Linked DNA regions of Mus musculus: region 2 is linked to region 1. The links are chromatin contacts, called in public promoter capture Hi-C maps. All regions are on one chromosome and are shown on one strand. The core of a region is the stretch at or near the end of the contact, and the rest is flanking DNA. Distances in the headings are between cores, read along the strand shown.

What was found. Capture Hi-C pulls out chosen DNA fragments and counts their contacts.
Region 2: a promoter capture Hi-C map of pancreatic islet shows a contact between it and region 1. The contact joins two enhancer-like sites. A contact is called at or near these places in 3 of 115 datasets of contacts at active chromatin or transcription factors (embryonic stem cells and extraembryonic endoderm stem cells) and 3 of 9 other capture datasets (adipose tissue, liver and pancreatic islet).

The regions. Positions count from the first base shown.
Region 1 is chr4:149,402,550-149,409,115 of GRCm38.p6, reverse strand. The region is part of intron 1 of Ube4b (ubiquitination factor E4B); the gene reads left to right. Among named protein-coding and RNA genes, the nearest start is that of Ube4b, 21 kb to the left of the region's middle. Within about 2 kb of position 3,230, at least 77 of the 459 cell types and tissues checked have an H3K27ac peak or open chromatin away from gene starts, as enhancers often do. A contact at or near this core is called in pancreatic islet, where this site is marked.
Region 2 is chr4:149,598,560-149,605,125 of GRCm38.p6, reverse strand. All of the region lies in intron 1 of Clstn1 (calsyntenin 1), which reads right to left. Among named protein-coding and RNA genes, the nearest start is that of Clstn1, 15 kb to the right of the region's middle. Within about 2 kb of position 2,660, at least 16 of the 459 cell types and tissues checked have an H3K27ac peak or open chromatin away from gene starts, as enhancers often do. A contact at or near this core is called in pancreatic islet, where this site is marked.

The DNA of each region.
Region 1 (6,566 bases), core at 1,981-4,480:
GCTCAACCCCAGCACTAGACAGAAACCCCAAAGGAGCCAAGGGTGGTGGCCTAAGCTTTAATTTTAGTGAGACAGAGGTGGGCAGGCAGGCTCTAGGTTAACAGGCTGCCTGCTCTACTTAGCAGTTCAGGCCAGCAGGGATATACAGTGAGATCCTGTGTCAGAAAACAAAAATCAACCAAACAGTAAACTCCAAACCAACCAAACGAACAAACCAGGATGCAGTGCAGCTAAAACAGCCTCCTTACAGCCCTACAATGCTTCCCAAGGGAGGCTCTGGATCCTTCTGCTTTCTCTGTCAGCTCACAGAGGTGATGCGCAGGACAGCAGCTTTGCTGCACGCACAATGTTAACAGAACCCAAGCTAAAGGAAAGTAGTATCTGAGCCTCAAAGAGATCAAAGTGCAGAAAGATGGAGAGAGCTCTGGGTTGAAAAATATTGATACGTGTGTGATGTGTGTCTCTGGGAAACACTTGTCACCTGTCTTTCTCAGGGACTCCTTCATTTGTTCAGCAACTGTTTACTAAGTGCTCTCTGGGTGAGATACTGTTAGGGTTGCAAGGACGTAGGACGAATAAGAATGGACCACGCCCCTGTCAGCTAGGGCTTGGGCTGTGCAGATAGTAAAGAGGAGCTGGCAGATGGAGCAGAATATCAGCCTGTTCTGATGCTTACCTGCGAGGTCAGTGGCTCTTTGTCAACTTCTCCTGTATCAGGAACTCAGGTCTCAGAGAGGAACCCAGGTAGGTGTGGGTACAGCCGAGGTTGAGGCTAGACCCAGCTAGAAGGGCTCTGGTGTTGTGGCCGACTGGAGATGGAATGGTATTTGCTCACTCCTGCCTGTGGATTCTGCTGTATTTTCAGATGGAGTGGTAAAGTGTTTCTTCCTTCACCCTTCTTTCCTTCCTTCTCTACATCGTCCCCTCTTTGTTTCCTCCTCGTGTATCTGTGCAACACAGGGCCTCATTATCTAGGTCAGTCTGTCCTGGAACTTAGCATCCTCCTGCCTCAGCCTCCCGAGTGCTCTGATTACAGCGTATACTGCCACAGCAAGCTCAGGTGCCTTCTGAGAAGTGTCTAGAACCTGTGGGATTGTCAGTGGTGAAGGAGCTTCCCCCAAGTCTCAGAATCTGAGCCTGATCTTTGGGCCTCATGTGGTAAGCATGAGACCATTATGCCATGGTGTGTCTAGCTCCTTTCCCAAAATCAAGTGTTGATGAATATTTTGGAAAAACCCCTGCCCTTTGCATCTTTTGGGGAACAGGGTGCCCTCTTTGACTACTGAGCTTATCAGGGCCCTCACTGGACTTAGCTCACTACCTTGTCTTGCTACCTAGCTAGCCCTAGGATCTGCATCTCCGTCTTCTGGGGGCTGGGTTTGTGGGCGACCACACCCACACAGCTCTTACGTGGATTTGGGGTCAGAACTCTGGTGTTTATGCTTGCTCAGCAAAGTTCTTTATCCATTGGGTCATTTTACAAACCCCAAAGCAAAGTTCCTCAAATGAGTTAAAAGTGTATAACCCTTGAACCTGGACTAGGCCTTCCAGCCAGGCAGTTCCTGCGTATGAGCAGCAGCTTCACTGTTCCAGGGTAAAGTACTTGGCTGCCTTTAAAAAAACGTTGTTTTTTTTTTTTCTTTGTAGGTTCTGGTTTTTTATGCATTAAGTTTCTTTATTTATTTTTGTTTTTTGTTTTTTCGAGACAGGGTTTCTCTGTGTAGCCTTGGCTGTCCTGGAACTCACTCTGTAGACCAGGCTGGCCTCGAACTCAGAAATCCACCTGACTCTGCCTCCCAAGTGCTGGGATTTAAGGCATGCGCCACCACACCCGGCTTCACCTGCTTCCTTTTAATGGCTTTCATCTTTTTTGAGAAGTCATGCCCTCTTTAGTCCCAATTTTAAATATGCTCCCTTCTGGGAAAAGTGCAGGATTTTCCCATCTTTCTACTTTGCTTTTTAAAATTCCCAGGCCTCACTGTAAACTTAGAAACAGTCAGCAACAGCCACGTGTGTGTCAGCCTAGCTGCTGCGCTCCTGGAGCCCCTCTACCCTTGTCCCCTTCTTCTCCATTCTTCATTTAGTGTTTTTAATACAGTCTTACTGTATCTCAGGCTGACCTCAGCAATGCTCCTGCCTCGGCCTCCCAAGGGATAGGAGTACGGGCAGGCTCCACTGCCTCCCGTTTATATGAGTTTCTTGCAGGTACTCCTAGTTTAACCTCTAGCTCCTTCCATTCTTGTGTGTGTGTGTGTGTGTATGTGTGTGTGTGTGTGTGTGTGTGTGTGTGTCTCAGTCTGTTTACCTGTCTGTGCATCTGTCTCTGTGTGTGTGGAAGCCTATAGATGCCAAAGGTTGTCTCCTATGCTCAGTATCCTTTTATTATTTATTTATTTATTTAGTTTTGGTTGGCCAGAGACTTTTGAGTCCAACAATTCTACCTCAGCTTCCCAAGGGGCTGGTGCTGCAGGGCTATATCTCCTGCCTGGCTGCCTTGCTCTCTTGAAGTCTCTTGCATTCTTGCTTTACAGAATTTTATCTCATGTAGATAGCCAGGCCTGAAATCTATGCTTTCCACTACTTCTTCATGCCTCAATTCCAAAGAATGACCAAGGTTTTTGTTTTTTTGTTTTTTGACCAAGTTCTTTGTAGCACTAATTAAATGTGCCTGGACTTGACCGTCTCTCTTCCATGTCCTTATGCCAGTCTGGTGTCTTGTCCCACCTTCGTGCTCGTCCTCACAGTGACTGCCATGGTCGTCTATCTCAGTTGCTCCTTACCTTCATGAGCAAGTCCAGGGCATCAGGGTGGTGTTGCTAGTGGGCGTGTCTCAGCCTGCCTGCCCTGACTTGTGTCTTGCTTGTCGGGGAAGCAGTGTGGGTTCCTGCAGATCCACCTGCCTCTGACAGTGCACCTCTGTCCTCACCCCAGCGGGTTTCTACCTGCTCTGAAAAAGAAACCCAGTCAGCAGTGAGCACAGCTCAGGCGCTCAGCGTGCTGGGTCTTCACAGTTGTTCCTGGGAGTGACGGAAACATGACACTAAGACACTGTGTAAGAGACTTGAATCCTGAAAACCCAGAAGTGAAGAAAGCAAGATGCTGCTGTCCACACACTGTTGAGCATCCTGGGGAGTGGAAGTATTTATAAGCAGACCACTGTAAGCCACAGTGCAGCTTGCTGAGCTTAACAAAGATGGAGGTTATTTCAGGAATTCAGGAGTTGCCTTCTGCAACTAGGAACAGAAAGATGGCTGAGTCACGCTCCCCAGCTCCTCCATCGCCTCGTCACAGCCTTGCTTGCCCTCTCGTTGCCTCACCTCCATGTCACTCCAGCCTTCTTCCAGACGTCCTAGCTCATGTCCCTCGTATACAGCTGAGCTTGGCTAGAGTATAGACAAGCTCAGTTTCCCCCTACCTGTTTTTTTTTGAAACATGGTGTCAGTAGTACAAGCTAGCCATGAGCTTACTCTCATGCTCCTATTGTAGTGCATGCTGCTAAATTCAGTTCTCAACTTAAAAATAAAAGAGATTTATTTACTTATTTATTTTTAGGTTTTGGTTTTTAGAGACAGGGTTTCTCTGGGTAGCCCTGGCTTTCCTGGAACTCACTTTGTAGACCAGGCTGGCCTCAAACTCAGAAATCCACCTCTGCCTCTGCCTCCCAAGTGCTGGGATTAAAGGCACGTGCCACCACTGCCTGGCGGATTTATTTTTATTTTATGTATATGAGTGATTTGCCAGAATGCTTGTATGTGTACCGTATGCATGTCTGCAGTATCAGAAGTAGCATCAGGTTCCCTGAAACTCGACTTAGAGATGGTTGTGAGCCACCATGTGTGTGCTGGGAACTGAGCCAGCCTCCTCTGCAAGTGCTCTTAACCAGCGAGCCGTCTCGTCTCTCCAGCCCTTAGCTCTCGACTTTGTAATCTGACGATTTTTACATTTACAGAAAGGTTGAATAAATTGCTTTGAATCATCAGCTACTAATGTGTTCACGTTTTCTCTTAGCGTATAAATTAGTGTACACAGACACACTTGGCTTGTGCTGAACTGTTTGCAGGTTTGGTCGCCATAGAGATGTGGGGACTGGGCGGTGGTGCTGAAGGTCTCATTAACAAGCGAGACAGGACCAGAAGGAGCAGGGTGGGCTGCAGAGCAGTTATGTGGACAGGAGCGTGTCAGAAGAGGGGGATTAGTCCTCTTCCCCATGTGCTGTGCGCAGCCTGTGGCAGGCAGTTCCAAGCATCACTTCCCGGTTAGGTAGGGTTTGGAGTTAGTTATGTCTCCGCCCTGTCACCTGGTCTTGGAGGGAAGGTGGGGTGGAACAGGGTGACAGCAAGTGTTTGCAGGTTTTAGAGGTGTAGTATGAGATTTGCACTAGCAGTAGTGTGGATACAGAGGAAATCGGTGCATGTCTTGTAGCAACTGGATTTTTAGTTCAGCTTCTACAAGTCTACTGTAAACCCTGAAAAGCATAGAAACACACTTAGTTTTAAAAGCCATGGATGTGAGGCAGGAGAGACGGCTCAGTCTGTAAGAGGTGTCACTGCTATTCCAGAGTCCCGGATAAGAGGGTTCACAGCTGCCTGTAACCCCTGGCCTCGAGGTCTGCTTCATGGGCACCTGTATATACATGCTTGTGAAAGGTTCACACAGACCCACAAAAAATAAATATAAATCTTAGAGAGGAAAAAAAAAGAAGACATCAAAGTGAACACAGCGCACCCTACTTTTGTATTATTCCTGGTGAGGATACAGGATGCTGAGCTCTCCGTGGGCTGGTCTCCCTGTGAGGCTGTGACACAGGCACGCGTCCGTGTGCTCCCTTCCCATACTGCCTCTGCCCTCATCCCATGCCCTCCTGACCTTGTGTCCTGACTGCCCCTTTGCTTTTCCTTTCCTGGTCTATTTAGAGGACTTTGAGGGTAGGAATTAGGACTCAAGTGGAACATCTTCTTCAACTTTGTGGCACACAGTAGGCACTTATCGACATGCCACAAGGAATTCGTGGTAGGACAGGATGCTCCTGTCCTATTGTAGCCAGAACACCGGGTGGATGTTCTGTGCTCCACTGTGCACCCCTCACCAGAGAGGTCAGTATGTTCAGTGTTGCTGATCAGAGGGTTGAGGCAGTGTCCGACACCAGCAGTCTGTACAAAGCTGACTTCTTAAACTAGTCAGCGGCAGTGCCACCTTGTCACCGTAGGAATGTCTTGTGTGGAGACAGGTGATGTGTGGGAAGTCACAGTCCAGCTTCAAACCCTGCACTGTGTCCCCTGAGCTGTGTTGCTGAGCAAGTCACTTCACTGGAGGTGGTTTCCTCACTTGTAAAATGGTAGTGGAGTGTGCGGACCCCTGGGTTGTTAACTGAGCTTACACATGGGCTATAGAGCTGCATCTGGCCCATGGGAAGCAGAGGGCTACCTCAGTTAATTATTCACTTACTCCTTTGTGTCAGGATCACCAAGAGCCTCCAGAAGTGACATTGTAAGTAGAAAGATTACCATCTGTCCGTCGTCCCTGTCCCATCCCCTTCCTCTTCGTAGGAACAGGGGTAGGTTGTTGCTGAGATCTGGGAGGTCTCGTGTGACTGAAAAATGTGTAGACTATCTTTAGGAGAACATCCTAAAGACTAGAAGTTGTGAGTGATGTCTGTCTGTGTGTTGGAATTTATTTACTTTGTAAAATTTTAGTTGGAAATAAGGATTTTTGCAGACTGTATTTTATTAAATTTAAAGCAGTATTTTGTGGACCCTCCCGACCCCCACAACGAGCTAAAACTAAGAGGAGCAGTTTGATCTGCCCTGCCCTGGGGCTTTCCCTGCCTTGAGTCTAGTGTGGGTAAATCCGGAGGAGGGGGTGGGACCTACAGCATCAGGAGAGCCATTAGGGGAAACCCTGTTGTAGTGTCAGCTAAAAATGTGACCTGAGACGGGCAGAATGTGGCTCCTGTTTAGGGTCTGGGGCGGGGCACAGCCGTGGCCATGGAACTGCCACAGCTGTTTCTGTTTCATGCTTTTCCATTTTTGATCTGTGACAAATGGAAAAGGAAATCTTTTAAAAAGAACCTAGGTTTAACTTGAGATAACCAGCCATAAAAAGTAGGTTGAGTAAAGAAAAGGAATTTAGTAATACTTGGAATGCTGGGACTGGCTACTTCCTCCCTCTCCCTCCCTCCCTCCCTCCCTCTCTGTGCGTGTTTGTGTGTGTGTGTGTGTGTGTGTGTGTGTTAGGGGTGTAGGGGGACTGTGCAGATGTCCTCTGAGGACAGAAGAGGTTGTTGGATCCCTGGAGCTGGAATTATACCTGGTTATAATCCCCCATACATGAGTGTCCAGGAGCAGTGAGGGCTCTTTGTTTCTTTGTGTAGTCCTAGCTATCCTAGAACGAACTGTAGCCCAGGCTGGCCTCAAGACTCAGCAGAGATCTGTCTGTCTCTGCCTCCTACGTGCTGGGATTAAAGGTGCACTCCATCATCACCCCCTGGCCGCAGCAACTTAAAATGTCTTATTTTTTGAGCCGCATATTGACGCATGGTCACACATGCTTTTATTCTCAGAACTTGG
Region 2 (6,566 bases), core at 1,411-3,910, 200 kb before region 1:
CATTGTGATTCATAATAGTAGCAAAATTACAGTTATGAGGTAGCAAAATAATTCTGCCCTTGGGAGGCACACCATGAGGAACTGTAATAAAGGGTAAGAGTCAGGAAGGCTTAGAACCACTGCCCTAAAACAAAGATATAAAAGTAGTTAGGAATCAAAACAAAAATTGGAGCTACATCAGCAACATCAATAGAATAATCGACAAAAATCAAAGTTGGTTCTCTGAAAAAGATGAAACAAACAAAAAAAAGACAAACTTCTAGACGGCTAAGAAAAAGGAGATTCCTGGAAATGGGACTGGAGAGATGGCTCAGCAGTTAAGAGCACTGGCTGCTCATACAGAGGACCCAGGTTCCATTCCCAGCACCTACATGGCTGCTCACAGTCTTCAGTCATTCCAGTTCCAGAGGATCCAGCGCCCTCTTCTGGCCTCCAAGGGCACTGCATACATGTGGTGCACAGACATACATGCAGGCAAAACACAAAATAAATATATGAAAAACTAATAATAAAAATAAAACTAGAGGGCTGGAGAGATGGCTCAGCAGATAAGAGCACTGACTGCTCTTCCGAAGGTTCTGAGTTCAAATCCCAGCAATCACATGGTGGCTCACAACCATCTGTAATGAGATCTACTGCCGTCTTCTGGGGTGTCTAAAGACAGCTACAGTGTATGCACATATAATTAATAAATAACTCTTTAAGAATAAATAAAACTAGAAACATTTTTAAAAGGATGAAGAATTTATAGACATTAGAATAAAGGAATAATACAAACAATTTGATTAACTAAAAGAAACGGATCAACTCCTTGGAAGGCAAAGTCTGCCAAAACTTAAAGAAGGAATACACAAACCAAACAGATATAAAGAAGAAAATTCCAGTGGATTTTTTTTTCCATATCAATAAGCTGTTAAAACCCACAATTCTGCTGTATAAAAACACTGTGTGGAGAGATGCCTCAGCAGATAAGAGCACTGGCTGCTCTTCCAGAGGTTCTGAGTTCAACTCCCAGCATCCACATGGTGGCTCACAACCATCTGTAATGGAATCTGACGCCCTCTTCTGGCATGCAGGTGTATATGCAGATCACATACATAAAGTAAATACTTAAAAAAAAAAGACAGGAAGACAAGCCACAGGCCAGTAAGGCACATTACATTACAGAAGGTGTCTTGCATAAAGGATTGTCATGTCACCCACAATACATAAAGGACTCATATGCCTCAATAAAGAGCCAGGTGAAGCCAGGCATAGTGGTGCACATATTTAATCCCAGAGTTTAGGAGGCAGAGGCAGGAGGATATCTGTGAGTGCGAGGCCAGCCTGGTCTACATGGTAAGTTCTAAGACAGCCAGGGGTACACAGTGAGAACCTGTTGACAGATGGGTGGATGGGGAGAGGGAGAGGGAGAGGGAGAGGGAGAGGGAGAGGGAGAGGGAGAGGGAGAGGGAGAGGGAGAGGGAGAGGGAGAGGGAGAGGGAGAGGGAGAGAAAAAGCCAGACACACCTGTAGCCAGAGCTCCTCAAAAGACTTAGGCATGAGGATCACTGAGGTCAGCCTGGGCAACAAACTACAAGTTCTCACCTCAAAAGAGGGTAAGGGCAGGAGCCCAAGGGCAAGAAGATAACTCTGTGAGCACATGAATGATCTCTTTATTTTTGTTATTATTATTACTTTTATTTCATGTGCATTGGTGTCTTGCATGCATGTATGTCCGTGCGAGGGTGTGAGTTACAGTTTTAAGCTGCCATGTGGTTGCCGGGAATTGAACCCAGGTCCTCTGGAAGAGCAGCCAGTGCTCTTAACCACTGGGCCATCTGTCCAGCCCCTAAGATAAACAATCTTAACATAGGCAAAAGACAGACAGAATCCTCTACAGACGATAAGATGAGTCAATGTGTGACTAGATGTTCCCCATACACGCTGTCGGCCTGAACAGTGAGAGTCCACTAACCAGGCCAGCAGTCATAGAAAGGCAAATGCTGGGGAGGGTACAAACAGGGACTCTCAATCACACTGCTGTGGAGGCAAAATGCTACCCCGAAGACACCGGCAGCTTCAGATGAGAGACACCCTTACTCACTGTCCTTGGTCCTTACCCACTGTCCTTGGTCCTTACCCTTGTAAATTAAAGATTTATGTCCTCATAAACACCTGGGCTGGCAGGGAAACACACTTGCCACCAAAACTGGAAACCCAAGTTCAATCCCTAGAGATCCACACAATGCAGAGTGAGACCCAACCTCTTCAAGTTGTCCTCTGACCTCTGCATTTGTGGCATGGCACACATGAGCACACATGCGCACGCGCACACACACACACACACACACACACACACACAAGTGAATGTAGTAAAAAAAGAAAAAGTCAATTGTCCACATTACATTGTATAAATTTTGTCTCAATTTTAAAAAGGAGGTGCAGGCAATTTACATGGAATTAATAAAACAATATATACACTTATTCTAATGCCCAAAACACTCCACAAGGTTCATTCACTCTCCCACAACCCTAGGTAGCTACTGTCACTACGCTCATTTCAGAGATTTAAAAAAAAAAAATCTAGGTCACAGAGAAGTTAAATAACCCGTGCAAGAGCTCACAGTAGGGAATGGCCACACCCAAACTCACCCCATGGGATGCTCAGGCAGAATGCAGCTGACGCTAAGGGGGAGGGCTCCCCTGGAGGCAGGTGAGCGAGCTGGGCTCACACTGAAGATACCACACACTTAGCAAAGCCACAGCAGATCCTCTAGGCACTCGCCCACGCTGCAGCCACGGGTGAGGGAGCACAGTCCAAGTTTTTGAGCTGTTTACACATGTAAATGCTGCAGAGGTTAACAAATACAATGGGCTAATTATACAAAATACTTGGGGGGTGTGCTGAGGATGGAACCCAGGCCCTTGCTCTACACTGCACTCGAACTTTTTGCTTAAGACTTTTTAAAATTTTACATACATGAATTTACCTGCACCACATACATGCAAGAGCCAGGAGACCAGAGGGAGTCGGATCTCCTGAAACTGGAGTTACAGGCGGGTGGTTGTGAGCCACCACGTAGGTGCTGGGAACGGAACCCAGGTCTACAGCCAGGGCAGTTGGTGCTCCTAACCTCTGAGTCATCTCCCCACTATTCAATCTTACCTGCTAGTCCTGAGCTATAAAAGCCAGTGACAGAGGTACAGCCCCGGTTACTTTCCCTTTGGTAAAATGTGTAAGCAATGTGACTTCTGAAGTCCCTTTACTTCTAGAATCCCAGCTTCGAAATTCAGAAGCTGAGGGGCTTTTTTGTTTTTTTGTTTTTATTGCTGTTGTTTTTAGGATAAATTAGTAGATTTTTTTTTCTTTTATAGCTTAAGGGTTTTAAGTACCTAACATCCTAATGCAATACAATTCCAGGCTCTAGACTCTAGAGCCTGTTTAAGTGGACAGGCAGGCTGCCAACTTTACAAGTAAAGGCGCTCTCTCTCTCTCTCTCTCTCTCTCACACACACACACACACACACACACACACACACACACACGAGGGCAGAGGGGACTGGGGCAGATGGGGCAGAGCACCGTCAGGGGAGCCAGATGTAAGGAATGTTGTCTAAGCAAAACCAAGTCACTGGCCTTATCAAGGATAACACCAAAGCACAAGCCCTGGGGTCAGCAGTTCACAGCCTTTCCCACGGGCACTGGGCAGGTCCCGAGGGTGGAACTGTCCCCGGGTAAAGCCTGATGCCGGAGAAATCCCAACAGTTTCCTCAGGAACATGAAGCAGACAGCAAACACAGGCTTCATTCACCACAGCTTAATAAAAGGCAGGCACTTTACAAGGTCAGCACTACATCACGGGCTTGCAAGGGCTGTCTTGGGAGGGTACACAAAGGTGATAATTTGTTGTTATTGTTAACAACTGAAGTTCAAAAGAGAAGGCCAACTTGGTGGTATTTGCAGAGCATATGTGAGGTTTGAACCCCAGTATCAACCACCTCCCAAGAAAACTCAGAAGTGTGCTGGAGAGGTGGCTCAGTGATTAAGAGCACTGGCTGCTCTTGCAGAGGACCAGGCTTGGTTCCCAGGAGCCACAGGATGGTTACAAATTCCTGTAACTCCAGTTCCAGAGGGCCCTCCAACATCCCCTTCTGGCATACATAGGCACTACATGTGTGTGCTGCACATACATATACATACACACACATACATGGAAAACACTCATACATTAAAAATAAAAATTAATAGATCTTTAGAAGAAAAGAAATGGAAGCATGATAGTGCACTTCTGTAATCTCAATACTTGAGAGATGAAGGTAGGAAGGTCGTGAGTTCAAGGTCATGCTCTGTAAGGCAAGTGGACAGAAGGACTGGTAAGGCCGAGCAAGCCTAAACCCCGGGAACTCTCAGAATTGAGAACAGTAGGCGTGAGGCCAGCTCCCTGCCAAAGACCTGCTCTGGAACATGTAACCAAGACAGCCCAGTGCGAGGACCATGACAACTGGTCATGTAGCATAAACCCTGGAGTTCTCCTTGTTAATGAGGTATCTAGATAGGTCCCGAGTGTTTAGCCAATGAGCTTACCTTCCCGGGCATTCCTTCCACAAAAGTATTTAATTCCTGGTTCACCCTGAGTAAGATGAATGCATTCACATCTGCCATCAAATAAAGCAGTTTGGACCAGCAAGGACAGGCTCCTCTATCAAGGACCATGGCTGAGTGAGGCCTTCATCGTGAAGAGCATGCCTAAGTCTCCTGGAGCAGTCCCTCTCTCTTCCAGCCCCTCCACACTCCATACTGGATCCCGCCCACTTCCTGGGCTCAGCCATCCCCTTCCTGCCTGGCCTGTAGGGACCCAGTTCCTAACTCCCCGATGTCACCAGCAACATCTGGGTACACAGGAGGCCAGGAACCTTAGCATCCATCCCAGCCCCCACTGTTTCTCACCTGGGACCCCTATCACAGACTGTGTTCTGCCTCCCCTGAGCGGCTTGCTGGAGGAGCTCAGAGACCCCAGTGACGAAAAAGACACTCAGCCCCAACAACTACACTCAACTATACAATTTAGTTTGAGGTCAGCATCCCCTACATGAGATCCTGCCCACCCCCAAAAAATTATTTTTAAAGAAAGCAAAGTAGGGTCCAGCACAGTAGCACATCCTTTAAATCCCAGCACTCAGGATGCAGAGGCAGGAGGTTCTCTGTGAGCTGGACATCAGCCTGGTCTACAGAGTGAGTTCCAGGGCAGCCAGGGCTACACTGAGAAACCCTGTCTTAAAAAACCAAATCAAACCAGACCAGACCAGACCAGACCAGACCAGACCAAACCAAGCAAAGTATTGTAGCTCAAAAGCACATAGCTAACCCAATACCACGCTGAGGGCTCCAACTGTGACAATGCCTCCCTGGGCTAGGGTGGCTTGTATTGTACCACAAGCAATGCCAGGCCAGAGGGCCAGAACCCCACTCCAGGGAGCCCCTCACGGTTAATGAGGCTCATAGCAAGAGGAAACAAGTAAATCTCTGTGCTGTGGTAAAGCCATTCCTGCTGTGTACGCGTGTGCGTGTGCGTGGTGTCCTCATTGTCTTTTCACTCTTTTCTCTCTACTTTGTTGAAATACTTCGACAAGAGAGTAAAACCTGATTCTTATAGATTAAATAATTTGGAAAGCCCAAGGGGGCAGTTTCAAACAGCAATTCTTAAGTTAAATTCTTTAATACAAACTCTTAGGTACATTTGATCAGTCATGGCTTTATGTAATGCACATTAATAAATAGTTCCTGAAAGGCAGGTGAAATGGCCCAGGCTGAGAAACCCAGCACTGGGAGCTGGAGACAGCAAGAGTAAGTTTCAGAAAGGGTCAGACAGTCCCCATGGTAGACACACCACCTGACCTGACCCAGGGGCACCAGGAGGCTCTTCCATTCTCTTCCCTTCTGGCTCCATTCTTCTCCCTTGAGACCACAACAGACAGGCCGGTGTCTACCTTCTTACCCACCCTGGTGCAGAACTCAAGAAACTGGAAATCTCTCTCCACCTTCTCAACTCTTCATCCCATCTCCTCAGCATACACGTGACTCAGGGAGTTACAGGCCATGATTCCCCATGCGGTGGTGTCTGTGTGTGACTACACTGTCTTCCTAACCCACTCACGCTTACTGCGGGCTGAGTAAACTTCCTGTGGTCACAGAGTTTCTAACATTTCCAAGCAGAAAATATTACTTGAGTTTCAAGTTGCTGTCCTTTAAACTGTGACCCGACGTGTGACCTCTAGATCATCTTGGAATCACACATGACTGTGGTCCGAGAAAACACTGTCAGAACCAAGCTGGCTCTTAGCTGCTGCACAGCTCAGAAGATACCAGAGGTCAGAGTGTGCTGAGGGCCAGTTTACGACAACAGGATCTGAGTGGGGAGAGAGAAAATACCTCCTGCACCAGCCGCCTCAGTTTACCAGTGTATATTTGAATTTTTATTTATTTATTTATTTTATGTATATGAGTATGCCATTGCTCTCTTCAGACACACCACAGGAGGGCATCAGATCCCATTACAGATGGTTGTGAGGTACTATGTGGTTGC